Linked DNA regions of Zea mays: region 1 is linked to region 2. The links are chromatin contacts, called in public Hi-C maps. All regions are on one chromosome and are shown on one strand. Each heading gives the region's core, a stretch centred on a gene start, on an enhancer-like site or on the middle of the called end of the contact. The rest is flanking DNA. Distances are from core to core; before and after follow the strand shown. Region 1 holds the start of LOC103639488 (intermediate cleaving peptidase 55, mitochondrial). Region 2 holds the start of LOC100283660 (prefoldin subunit 3).

Region 1 (6,438 bases), core at 540-3,039, 600 kb before region 2:
GGGCTCACAGGGCAAGGCGTCTACCTCGCCTTGTCCACGGACATAAGGCGTCCGCTGCGGCGTAAGGTGCCCTCGGGGCGACACCTTAGGGAATAGGGAGGGATTTGAGAGGGGGGGTTAAGTGAATTGGACCGCACGGTCACATGCCTATCGGGTCAGAGCTTCAAGAGACGGCTCGGAAGAGAGAAGAGCGCTTGAGCTGTGGCGGCGGCGGTGTGCAGCTGCAACCTCATTCCCCGGCGGCGCCCACAAGCAGTGCACGGGCGTGTTCCCTCTCTCAGCTCAGGCGGCGCGTGGGCATGGGGCAGCTGCGCTTGCGGCGGCACACGGGCGTGCTCCCTCTTTCAGCTCAGGCGGCGCGCGAACGTGGAGCAGCTGCCTCGCGGCGGTGTGCGTGCTCCCTCTGCCCTCTCTGTCTCAGGCGGCGGGCGTGCTCCCTCTGCCTTCTCCTGCACTCCATCCCTCTATAGATTACAACCTCTGCTCCTGGACTCCTGGTATAGCCTCTGTCCCCTTCCTCCACTGCTACCCTTGAGCATATAAGTCATGTACCTCATCACCTATAGATACTGTCATCTCCAGCACATCATCTCCCTGTCGTTCTTTGTAGTTGCCCATTGGTGCTATGCAAGCTAGAGCTGTGTGCTAATAACTCTTCCAACACTTAACTTTCTGACCATCTTACCTTGATGTGTCGCCATCAACCACTTGGTTTGAGTTAGACTTCGGGTTCCATGGGTAGTGATAAGTCAAAAAAAAAGGGCAATCAAGTTGTCAGCAATCAACATGGAAGCCGACTTTGTCTTATGATCATACAAGTACTCATCTTCCCCCAAGCCTAGCTGTTGCAACAAGGCATCATGCACGGTCATGTCAGACGGCATCTCTTTGTCCCACACAACCTCACTAGGCATTTCATCAAACGCCTCTTGTGACTCTCCGATACAGCAGAGGCCCTGAAACTATCTGCTTAGTCTGTGCTATTGTGCCATCCTTAAGAGACATTTCATCAAACATATCAGCTAGAGGATCCACGCCAAACTCCCAAGAAAGGGAGCGCTGGTGAGCTGAATGAGAGTGAACATATTGTCATTAGCTGGCTGAGGAAGTAGCTTGCTCCCCTCACCACCACTACTTACCAAACTCTGCTAATTGCTGAAACAGACTGGCCTGAAGGTCAAGGTCATACCACATCCTTGCAAAGAATGTCATCAGACACATCTCGTGCAGCAACTCTCGATGCAACCGCAGCCTGGAACATGATCTACTCAGCAGGTATTGCTGCGTCATCCCATAGAGGCGTTAGCTCGAACAACTAGTGGGCATCCTTCTCAAACACCACCGTTGTCAGTTGCCATGGAAACTAAACTACTTGCTCAGGCCACACCGCCACCTGCGCGCCCGGAGGCCTGGAGTACCGGCTCGGCCGCCACACACATGCACGCCGTCACCCAAGGCGAACAGCCAAGCGACAGAATCCCAACCTCCCCTCCTCCCAGAAAATGAAAAATCAGACAAAGAACGATAAGGGAGGAAGGGCGAAGAAGTGTTGGGAGTGGGGAGCATCAACCATGCTTACCTCGGTTGCTCGCAGCAGCCGCGCCGCCATGGCCATCGGCAACAGCCTCCTTGAATCCCTTTCTCGAGTTCGCTTCTCTCTCGGTCCCCTCCTGCTGCGGTGCGAGATTCTCTCTCTGGCTCAAGTTCGCTTCGCCTTCTCTCTAGTTGTCACCGATCTTAAAACACAGTTAAGGCCCTTTGGCATGGCCCTTTCGAACCGTCAAAAAAAATATAACTTCTCGTCAAAAGCCCATCAATGGTCAAGAGCCCATCAAAAGTCAGAGTCGTTTTTTTAAAGAGCCGGAGCATAAAAAATATGATTGTAACAGCTCCTCTTACATTTTACATGAGCACATAAAACCTGTTCGCGTACGATCCGCATGTGCGCAAAATCAGTTAAGGTTCCGAGTTTATCGCAGAATTTGTTAGCCTGTAGATTAATTTGAAAAATTACTTGTAGCGAGTCTAGACCTCCCCTTTATATAGATGAATGGCTACGGCCGATTGAACACCCTACAATCGATCAAATAAGTCTAATTATCATTTTTACCGTATGCATTAGGAGTAGTTCTAGTTTAGCCCTAGTTTACTCTTCTTCTGTCTCAAATCCTCACCTCTTCGGCTCTACTTCGACTAGAGGCGTTTTGTGTTGTCTGCGGACGCCAAGACACACCCTAGGATCTCTTCTCCCTGACGGGGTCCCTCCCGTGAGCGAGATTCAGGCGCTGCCGACGAACTCCGCCGCCCTGCGCACGCGTAGACCGTCCGACTCGTCAGGCAAAAACTCTAGCCTCTACGCCAGGTTGCGGACCGTCCGACCCCTAGCCGCGGACCGTCCGCGCCTCCGCAGAGAGCACCGCCGCTGATTCATCTCCAGTGTTTGACGTCCGAATCGGCGCCAACACACGTCATTTGAAATAAACACAATAGAAAATGTTTTGTGAAACAAATTACAAAACAGCTCTAACTCCTACAGAAAGGGCAATGAGCCAAAGGAGCGAGAGCCGAAGTTGTTTTTGGAGGAGCCGAAGCCCTACCAAAGGGGCCCTTACTGATGAGGACATCACTTCTATATATACAATAAATGGACCGATAACACGATCTCGTGCACGACAGCTAAATCTCCAGGTACGTTCTACCCTTGTCAATTGTGTTTTAGAGCTTACGCTTGGGGCCATGGATGTTTTGATGATTAGGTACCTTAGAGAGAACCAGTAAGGACTTGGGAAAGGCCAAGGTGTTGAGGAGGAGCAGCAAGGGCGTCCACAACAGGAAGGAGATCAAGTCCGAGTCGGTTGCGACTCTATCTCGGGTTCCAGGACCAGTCTGCACTAAAATTGACGCCCAAGATGCATCCGGACTCCGATTGCAACGGACTGGATATGGTTGGAAAGATAACGAGATTATCTAACCAACCCAACTGGTTCCACCCTAAAATTCATCCGGAGTCAACGGGAATCGTCGAAACAAGTCAGCGTTCAGATTCTGTTTTGGTGCTGCGACACCGTCTGTTGGGCCATTGGGCCGTGTATCGCGTCGGAGCCCATTAGGGGCGAGTCTAGGGCTACGCACGCCCTAATACTCTATTTATTCAGCAGCCGCCGCCACATTTAGGTTTGGGTTTTGCTTAGATCAATTCTGTCATCGAACAGTGTCGCCGTCATCGGCTTATGAGACCCCCTCCCGTAATCAATACAAGTTTGGTTGCGTTTCTTTCCTGTTCTTGCTTGTGTTGTTGATTGCGCTTGCAGGGATAAGCTTTCGTGGCGAGGTCATTCGTGTGTCACGGGTGATAACCAACGGAGCCGTGGTGTAGTGATTGCGAGGAACCGTTTGCTCGGAGCCTTGGATCATCAACGTCGAGATCTCCACTCAATCAAATTATCGTATCTCACGGAAGATCGGGCCGCGTCTACTATCAATTGGTATCAGATTTCCAGGTTGCCCGTGAGGTATAATTCTACCTTTAGATTAGTTTTGTTTCGTCCCATAGTCCACAAAAAGCCAAAAAAAAATTACGATCAGTTCATTCCGACCTAAAACCATCGCCTTAGCCTTTGCACAATTCAGTTTTAGAGTCCGCAGTTCTGAGTTCGTGTTCTAGTTGAGTTTGGTTGCTGGATTAGATTTGTTTTGGTTCAGTTTGATTGTATCCATCCGCTTCCATCCTATAAAACCGACCCTATCCATAAAACAGATTCTATCTCTACAACCGACAATATCCACAAAACATATCCTATCTCTAAAACCGACCATATCCACAAAACAGATCCTATATCTAAACCAACCATATCCAGAAAACAAATCCTATCTCTAAAACTGAACCTGTGCTCCATAGCCGTCGCTTCGGTTCCTGCCGAGTTGTGCCTTTGAAAACCATAACTTGAGGTACCTTCCATAAAACGGGCATAACTTTTCGCTCGGTGCTCCGTTTGAGCTCAAATTTTTACAACAGATTCTTGACTCCATTCTGGGGTGACCCAAACTGGCCTATGGCCTGTTTGGTTCGGTCAAAAAATTCAAAAAAAATCGGGAAGATAATTAAAAAAAATTGTTTAAGTGTTTTCACGAATTTCAGAGATCCTTTGTGAATTTCTCTAGGCCACAATACAACTATGTTTCAAGTGAAATTTTGTGTGCTTCCATCCTTTGTGTTTTTGGATCAGTGGTAAAAAATTCAGAATATTTCGAGCTCTTTTGATGGTACTCCTTTTGAAACGCGCCTTTGATTTCTACTAGTGCTGAAAAATCTGCCATATTTACAGAACTGCCATTCCCACTAGATACTTGTACCTCCTTTCTTGTGCTTTGGTCCAACTGTTCTATTACATTTTCTAGGCCAGCAACTAGGACGAGTACTTGGAACACTTATTCAGCATTGCTATCTGTTACTGACTTGTGTGCCACATATATATATTTAGTTAGCCTTCCCATAGCTCCAATTTTCTCTCGAGCAGAACAGGTACTCTTTTGCAATCACACCCACGCTCGTTGGACAGTCACACCGGTCACTGTTTGCCACCTGCAGTGCTGGTAAGAACGTTGTAAGAGCGGGGTAAGACGCTTCATAATTTGTATTCCACCACCTCCACCACCACCCTGAGAGATAGTTGTAGGGTTCACATTGTTTGTTGCATTTTTGTCTCTGTTTTGTGCTAACAATGACAGGACCAAAGAATCAAATGGACAAGGACAAGGGGCCTAAACTTAACGACGATGAGTGTGTGTCTCAAATGGAATTGAAGGAGATGATGCGCGCGATGACTGAAGCTTTTAAAAAATACCAGGACTCTGCCTCGACATCCTATGAGCAGCTTGATCGACGAGTTGCTAAACTTGTTACACGCATGGACGTACTGGAGGCTCGTCCCCCACCACCAACTCCAGCCCCAGCTCACTCTCCTGTGGACGACGACGACGATGACGACGATGTTTATGCACCGCATCGACAACGCCTCGCACGTAATCGACAAGGTATGGGAGGTAATGGTAGACGTCGTCATCATAATCCTGAACCAGACCATGATCTATTTGCTAAGATTAAGTTTTCTATTCCACCGTTCATGGGTTCTTATGATGCTGAAGCTTACTTAGACTGGGAAATGACGGTAGAACAAAAATTTAATTCTCATCTTGTTCCTGAGCAGCATAGGGTTAGACAAGCCACTAGTGAATTTAGAGATTTTGATATCATTTGGTGGAATGAACTTGTTAACACACGTGCTGCACCACAAACATGGAATGCATTAAAAGAGGAGATGCGAGCTCGCTTTGTTCCCCCTTCTTATAGACGTGATCTTCGAAAAAATTGCAACGCTTAGATCAGGGAGACATGTCGGTACAGGAATACTACCAAGAACTTCAGAAAGGTATGTTACGATGTGGGGTAGTTGAGGATCCAGAGGATCAAATGGTTAGGTTTTATGGGGGATTGAGGCGGGAGATTCAGGATATTGTTGATTATAAAAAATATCATTCTATACAACGCTTGTTCCATCTTTCTATGTTGGCAGAAAAAGAATTGCAGGGTCGTCAACAACGGAGGAGCAGCACTTTCGCTCCACGCCAGCCACCGGCGCCAGCCAAGGCGTCATCATCTTCGGGCGTACGGACGTCCACATCTTCCACTGTACCTTCGGGTGTTGCAGCAAAACCTGCTACAACCACCTCTTCCACAGGCCGCTCCTCCGACATCAAGTGCCACCGCTGCCAGGGACTTGGTCATATTCAGCAAGATTGCCCCAGCAAACGGGCATACATTGCTACTGGTGATGGTGGGTATGTTAGTGCTTCTGATGTTGAAGATGAAGATACTGTTGGAGCTAACATTGCAGAGACTTATGATGGTGATGAAGAGGTTCTTGGTACAACAGCGACCGAGACCTATAAGGCCTTGATTGTGCAACGAGCTTTGAGTACCACGGCTAGTGACGACGACAACAGACAGCGCCACAACCTTTTCAACATGTTCCTCATCGTCAAGGACTGCCGTGTACATACCATCATTGACGGTGGTAGCTGCAACAACTTGGTGAACGTTGAGGTGGTCAAGAAGCTTGGCTTGACCACACGAGAGCATCCCCACCCTTATCACATTCAATGGTTTAACAACAGCGGTAAGTTCAAGGTAACAAAAACAGCAAGGGTGCATTTTTCTATTGGCTCTTACCATGACTTTGCTGATTTCGATGTGGTGACTATGGATGCTTGCTCTCTTTTACTGGGACGTCCTTGGGAGTTTGATACTGATGCTATTCACCATGGTAGATCTAATAAATATACTTTTATGCACAAGGGAAAGAAAATTGTGTTGCTTTCTATGACTCCCACTGAGATTGTCCACTTTGAACATGAGAAAAAGACTAATGCTAAGCAAAA
Region 2 (6,300 bases), core at 142-2,641:
AAAAACACTTGATAAAGTAGGAATAAGCCAATAAGGTACTTATTCAGAATGGCATGATTAAAGATCATGCTGTGACAGAAAATTATATGTATTTGCAGATAAAGAGTAAATTGACCAATAGCTAGGACAACCCACATTTCAGTGCAGACATGAGAACTATGATCACAAGCGTTGAACGAATATGGAATGAACTCTGCCTAATCATTTAACAGAATTAACCCTTCCACTCATTTATTGGACGGCTCATGGACCAGTTTGCATTTTAGCATTCAGTACTTCATTCATAACTAAGAAGAAAATAAATGTCCCATTTAATCACGGACATTGTTTAAAGGTACTGCTATATATTAGAAGAAAACATAACATATTACAAAAAGCAACGTCCACCTCAGAGTAAACAAGGATACAATCAAGTCCAGGATTTTATAAGAAATGTTGAATGGATGGAAAAAGTTCACTTTATAAAAGATGGACAACAAACAGACCACCTTTCCCAGATCAAGGTCAATCCAAGAAGGCAACGAATGTGAGGCAAGCTATATATAAACCCACAAGGCAGTAAGTTTACAGAGTCCCAGGGAACGAATCCAGATTCTCACCACAGCCAGCTAGAAGTTCCTTTTCTTTATCTTATGTTTTGTGCAAATACTAGCATGCAATGAACAAAAACAAAAGGATGGACCTTTGCAAATTGCAGAACAGCAATGTCCAACCCATAGCCATAAATGGTACTATCTGAGTCAGGAACCAAGTAACCACCAACCACAGAATATTCATTGCTTGAAAAAAGTTGAGACTCGCGAAGAGAGCACCGAGATTGACAACTTGCAGCAATCCGAACTAAGGTTCAACCAACGAAATATGAAACCAGCACAATATCAAAACCCTCGCAGAAACCCTGAACCAGTCAATTCGATTGCTCCCAGTTCGTAAGCTCAACTCGGAGAGGTATCAGAAGTCACAAACGCGCAGCTGGGTTCCGAACAAAGCAGCCGCATCTCCTCTACAAAAGCTACCGCGTCGTCGGTGCTCGCACAGTGGATCCAGATCGTACCCGATACGACGGACGCAGGGCCAGCGGTACCAATACACGATTCCCCAATCAAGCGCGCTCCGGAGCCTAGCGAGATCCCTAAACTACTACTGTACTTTAAGTTTTCGAGGTTTTGATCACCTTTCCTGGAGGAAGGCGAGGGCGGAGTTAACGTCAAGCCCGGCCTGCCGGAGGTAGGCCTCGACGTCCTCGACGAAGGCCGCCGCCGGGATGCCCCGCCGCTCCGCCACCCCCTGCGGCGTCGACGCCGATGCCGCCGCCGCCATGCGAGAGGGACCAAGTGGAGATGGAGAGGAGCGGGCAGAGTCAAGCCCAAAGAGCAGCGGTTTAGACTGTCCGCAACCGTTCACCCTAAATTTTTCCCCCTAAATGTTACTATGCAGCCACGTCACGTCAGCAAGATTCCATCCCCTATATTCACTCGTCCTGCAACCGTTCCCCCTATACTTTCCCCTATATATCCCTCTACTCATTAAAAAACCATTTCCATATAACTAACTTTAACCAACTTCAATTTTGATTTTCTTTAATTATTTTGCACACGTCCGACGTGTTACGCATGTATTCAAAAATAAAATTTATAAAAAATAATTACTTTACAATTACTTCCACAAAAAATATATAACAACTATTATTTTACAATACATTCGAATTTGCATTTTTTTGTGATCACGTTTTATCCATCCTGTGATAAGAAATCAAATTTCCTGCAAACCAAAATGCACTAGTCGTATGCGGCAAGCCGCACTTGACTTCCAACGAAAGCCATGTTTGTCTTTCGTGCGAAGCCACTAGCTTGCACCTGAAGCCGCATTCCTCTCCCCTATATATATGCAATCCATCTCTTCACAAATGTCATAACAAACTTCACTACATCAACAATTCCAACATTTCACAGTATGTCTCACAGTCATAGCGATGAAGACTCTTACTCGAGTGATAGTGAGGAGGAAACACTTATGCTTGTCAATCTTCTTGTCCTAAACATAGAGGCGAGACGCCACCTCCAACGACGGTCCCGTTCGCCTCGGCGGGTTATTCATAGAGATCATTTTCGTGGAGAAAATCTTATCCATCATCACTACTTCGCCGAGAACCCTGTGTATCCACCCCACGTCTTTCGTAGAAGGTACCCACAAATTATTATTCGCATACGGTTTCATATTTGCAATTTCATTACAAATTTTCTTTATTATAAACTTAGGTTCCGCATGAGTAGGCCTCTCTTCCTGAGAATCTTGCAAGGTCTTTAACAACATGATTCGTACTTTACACAACGGGTAGACGCAACTGGTATGCCTGGTATAGGTCCACTACAAAAAGTATGTGCGGCATTGCGGGTACTAGCATATGGGTTACCTTCAGATGCTGTAGACGAGTACATTCAAATAGGGGAGTCGACAGCTAGGGAATGCCTTCATCATTTCTGTCGAGGTATCATTGCATACTTCAGTGGCTGGTATCTACGAACTCCTAACGAAGCTGACATAACACGCATCATGCACCATAGCGAATCAAGGGGTTTCCCAGGGATGTTGGGTTCTATAGATTGCATGCATTGGGAGTGGCGGAACTGTCCTACCGCATGGCGTGGTCAGTTTTGTGGCAGAAATGGTCGAGCGTCTATGATCCTAGAAGCTGTGGCAACGTATGACCTTTGGATTTGGCATGCTTTCTTTGGCATGCCCGGGACAAACAACGACGTGAACGTGCTCCACCGATCACCAGTTTTCGACCCCATGACATCTGGCCGAATGCCACCTGTGCATTACACAATTAATGGTAATGCATATAACTTCGGATATTACCTTGCTAATGGTATTTACCCGAACTGGCCAACTTTCGTAAAAGCTATAAGGCACCCATATGAGCAAAAGAAAGTCTATTTCACACAAATGCAGGAAAGTTGTCGAAAGGATATTGAGCGTGCATTTGGAGTTCTTCAAGCTAGGTGGGCGGTGCTGCGAGGTCCAGCATATGGTTGGGATCGTAATCGTTTAACTGAAATTATAACTGCTTGCATCATAATGCACAACATGATTGTTGAAGACGAAGGGCCATTTGCAGCTAATACTGATTTTGGAGATAACACTTCAACGAGCCAAGCACCACATCTAATTGCTGAAGGAAGGGCAGAATTGGTGATTAACCACTTCGATCTTCGTCGCCAAGAAAGATCGTGCTCCCTCCAAAATGACCTTGTCGAGCATTTGTGGGCTCGGCGTGGAAGCATGTAAACTGCAGCATTCGTATGCTCAAGTTTATTGAAACTAGATTCTACTATGTGTAATTTCCATTCGCAAGTCCTACGTATCGGTTCAGAAATAAAGAAGTTTGTCAGTGCAAACCTGTACTTGTTCGTTCAACACAATAACATGAACACTGTAAACGATTTGTACACATCACAAGCGATTCCAAGCTCAACACGCAGCAAATATATGAAAATTAAAGCAAACATGTTCACATCAACTGGAAATAATTATTCTCGATTACAACACCATAGAACAAACAGCACTGCACGACTGTCCTTGACGACTTATGGTTCGTACAAATAATATAATGGTCTGCCAAAGAAATGTAACGTTCTCACATAACCAAATAATACAAACAGGTTCAGTAAAACAAGTGCAAGTTACCAGTAACCGCATATATCTTTCACTCGTAACCAAATATGAATTCTTGCAACTTCTGTTTTTGTTTTTGCATCATAATCCAAACTTGGGGTTGGACATCTTCTTCATTCGTTGCCTCCAGCCTTTGTAATCTTTTTTCAGCAGATTCAAGTTCTTGAAGTTTCAATTCCCTTTTTCGTATGATGACCTTTTCGGCTTCCAATTCTAACCTCTTTTTCTCCATTTCCCTGTCTTCTTCTGTGCACTTCTCTTTTTTTGCACCCTTTTAAATGGACCTCTGAATTTGTTTTTCAGTTATTTCTTGCAAACGGCTAAGGTACTCTGGAGATGAAGATGATGCAGGTTTGTTTCTCTCTGATTTACTGAAATCACGACCACGCGGCCGTTTTCCTGTCAACCCTGCTGATGAACTATCATTTTCAGTTGTCGGAGCAGACGGAGTTCCTGTTGACCCAACTGGATTTGCATTCAATCCGCGGAACGATTGGCCACTACAAATGCTCTCCCATTTCGGTTCTCCCTTTAGTTGGTGCCAGCAATGCATGTACTGGAAATTTTTGTTCTCCTCGTGTGCAAATAATGTTGCGGCCTTCGAAGTCTGTACAAATTATGGTTTAATTTTACAAATGTGTTAACATGTATATACAATCATTTGTAAATGATTTAAAGTCATGAAAATTTGGGTTACCTTGTCGTCATCAGTTAACCCACTTTGTTTCTCTCTAAGAACTCTTGCATAGTAGCCAGCAAACTTACTTACATCTGCTCTTATCTTATCCCATCTGCTGCTAAGCGCTTTGTTCACTCGGCAAGGAAAGTTCCCCCTCTGTTCGTTGTATCTTTTTTCAATTCTAGCCCAAAGGCCCTCCCTACGTTGCCCAGTGTGCACAACAGGGTCACTGCTAATTTGCAACCAGGTTGTGCAAAGTAGAAGATCTTCAGGGCCAGTAAAGTTTTGTTCCTTAGCCTTTTTGGGTTTTTGTATTGGAGGTGCATTCTTTTCAGGACTATTGATGTCTTGAACACTATGTTCTGCATCTGAGTCCAAATTCACAGGTATGAAGGTATAGTATTGGAACCCTGCAATGGTGTACTTGAATTGGATGGTGGAATGCAATCAGGAAATGGGTTAACTTCTGGTGGCCCAAGAGGATTCCTGACAAAATTCAAATAATGATTCCAGTACATAGCTGATTGAGAGGCCGGAATCATGGAAGATTGGGAAGAAGTATTCCCTGTATGCATGGGTGCCCACATTGTTGTCGGACCTTGAGCAGGGTTTGGAAAATTCAGGTTTCCCACGAGGTTACAATCCATAGCACTCTGCTGCATGTAAGCCGTGGGCCACATAGGGGGTGGAGGAAGAAACTGCTGGCCAATAGATGAGTTTGACATGGGCTGAGAAGAAGTCGCATTGTTTGATGGGTCCATTCTAGTAAGGGTGGACAGGGGACAGATTAAGTCAGATGGTAATAAGAGTTACATTTGAGCATATGCATTTGAACTAATGATTTAGAAATCAAACATAATAAGCAGTAACAATTATAATAAAAGGTTCGCATTAACGGTTACAGTACTAAACCAAACACATGAGAGTTGATACTGAGCAAAGTTCACAGACTACAATTATTCCTTACATCGAACTAAGTACTTCTTCGGACAGTCTACTGCTTAGACATAGACATACATGACATATGGGTGTTCAAAAGGATGTCATGTACCTTTCACTGCCAACATAACCCTAAAACATATTCCAGTAGCTATTACGGGTAGACCTATCTGAATCACTGAAATACGATTCGTCACTCACGTCGGGGCAGTAGAACTCCTCTTCGTCAACAGAAGGATCAGTAACTGTTGGAGGGGGTGACGGAGAGGGAGGATCAACACTGATGTCATCCCAGTCGTACTTAGCTAGTTTTGGAAAGGCTTGGACTTTTGCCTCTAAGGCATCCTGCTGAAGCAACTCTAGTTTATCTTTGATAGCAAACAATGTCCTAGCTAGGATTTCTTCGTCATGCATGTGGTCTAATGCATGATCAACTAAACCCCCCAGGGATTTTGTGGCATCCTCTGTACAGTCGACAAGGACTTTCATCAAAGCCTTCATCTTATCTTCTTGGGAGGATGCCATTCACAAATGGGCTGCAAACATTTAATTTATGAAGTAACATGTTGAAACACTTTAAAAGCATATGCATTCTTGTAATGACAAAAGTTTGCATATAAAATTACATACAAATTTTGTTTCAACCACAAGGGTGTCATAAAAACATGCAATAACATTACAAACTAGTACCAAATATAAGGGATGTAGAAACTAGAGATTCCAAATCATAACTGATATGTACCATCACTTTCCTAAGGGCTGGGGAAAATAACAGATATGTACAAACTACTTAGCAGTAAAATATTTGTTGGCAGCTACAAGTGTTATGAATGAAACACAAGATGAAGTCTTCAACATTACATATGTTTGTGGGTCAACCACATGTTCAGGCACACACATGATGAGGCAGCTAATCATAGTCAAAGGTAAATGAACATGTCATGAATTGTACTGAACAATTCATGAAAATACTTGTATTCGTGAACTAATCGGGTTGTCAGTCC

Evidence for each region. Hi-C and Micro-C count contacts between places; a contact is called where the count stands out from the background.
Region 1: a Hi-C map of ear shows a contact between it and region 2, with 2.6 times the contacts expected there. The contact joins the promoter of LOC103639488 here to the promoter of LOC100283660 in region 2. A contact is called at or near these places in 2 of 25 Hi-C or Micro-C datasets (ear and tassel).

What each region holds. Positions count from the first base shown.
Region 1 is chr1:152,167,370-152,173,807 of Zm-B73-REFERENCE-NAM-5.0, reverse strand. It overlaps LOC103639488 (intermediate cleaving peptidase 55, mitochondrial), which reads right to left and starts at 1,789. Exons shown (of 13, transcript XM_008662240.4): 1 at 1,580-1,789. The coding sequence starts at 1,615.
Region 2 is chr1:151,567,621-151,573,920 of Zm-B73-REFERENCE-NAM-5.0, reverse strand. It overlaps LOC100283660 (prefoldin subunit 3), which reads right to left and starts at 1,391. Exons shown (of 6, transcript NM_001156561.2): 1 at 1,175-1,391. The coding sequence starts at 1,320.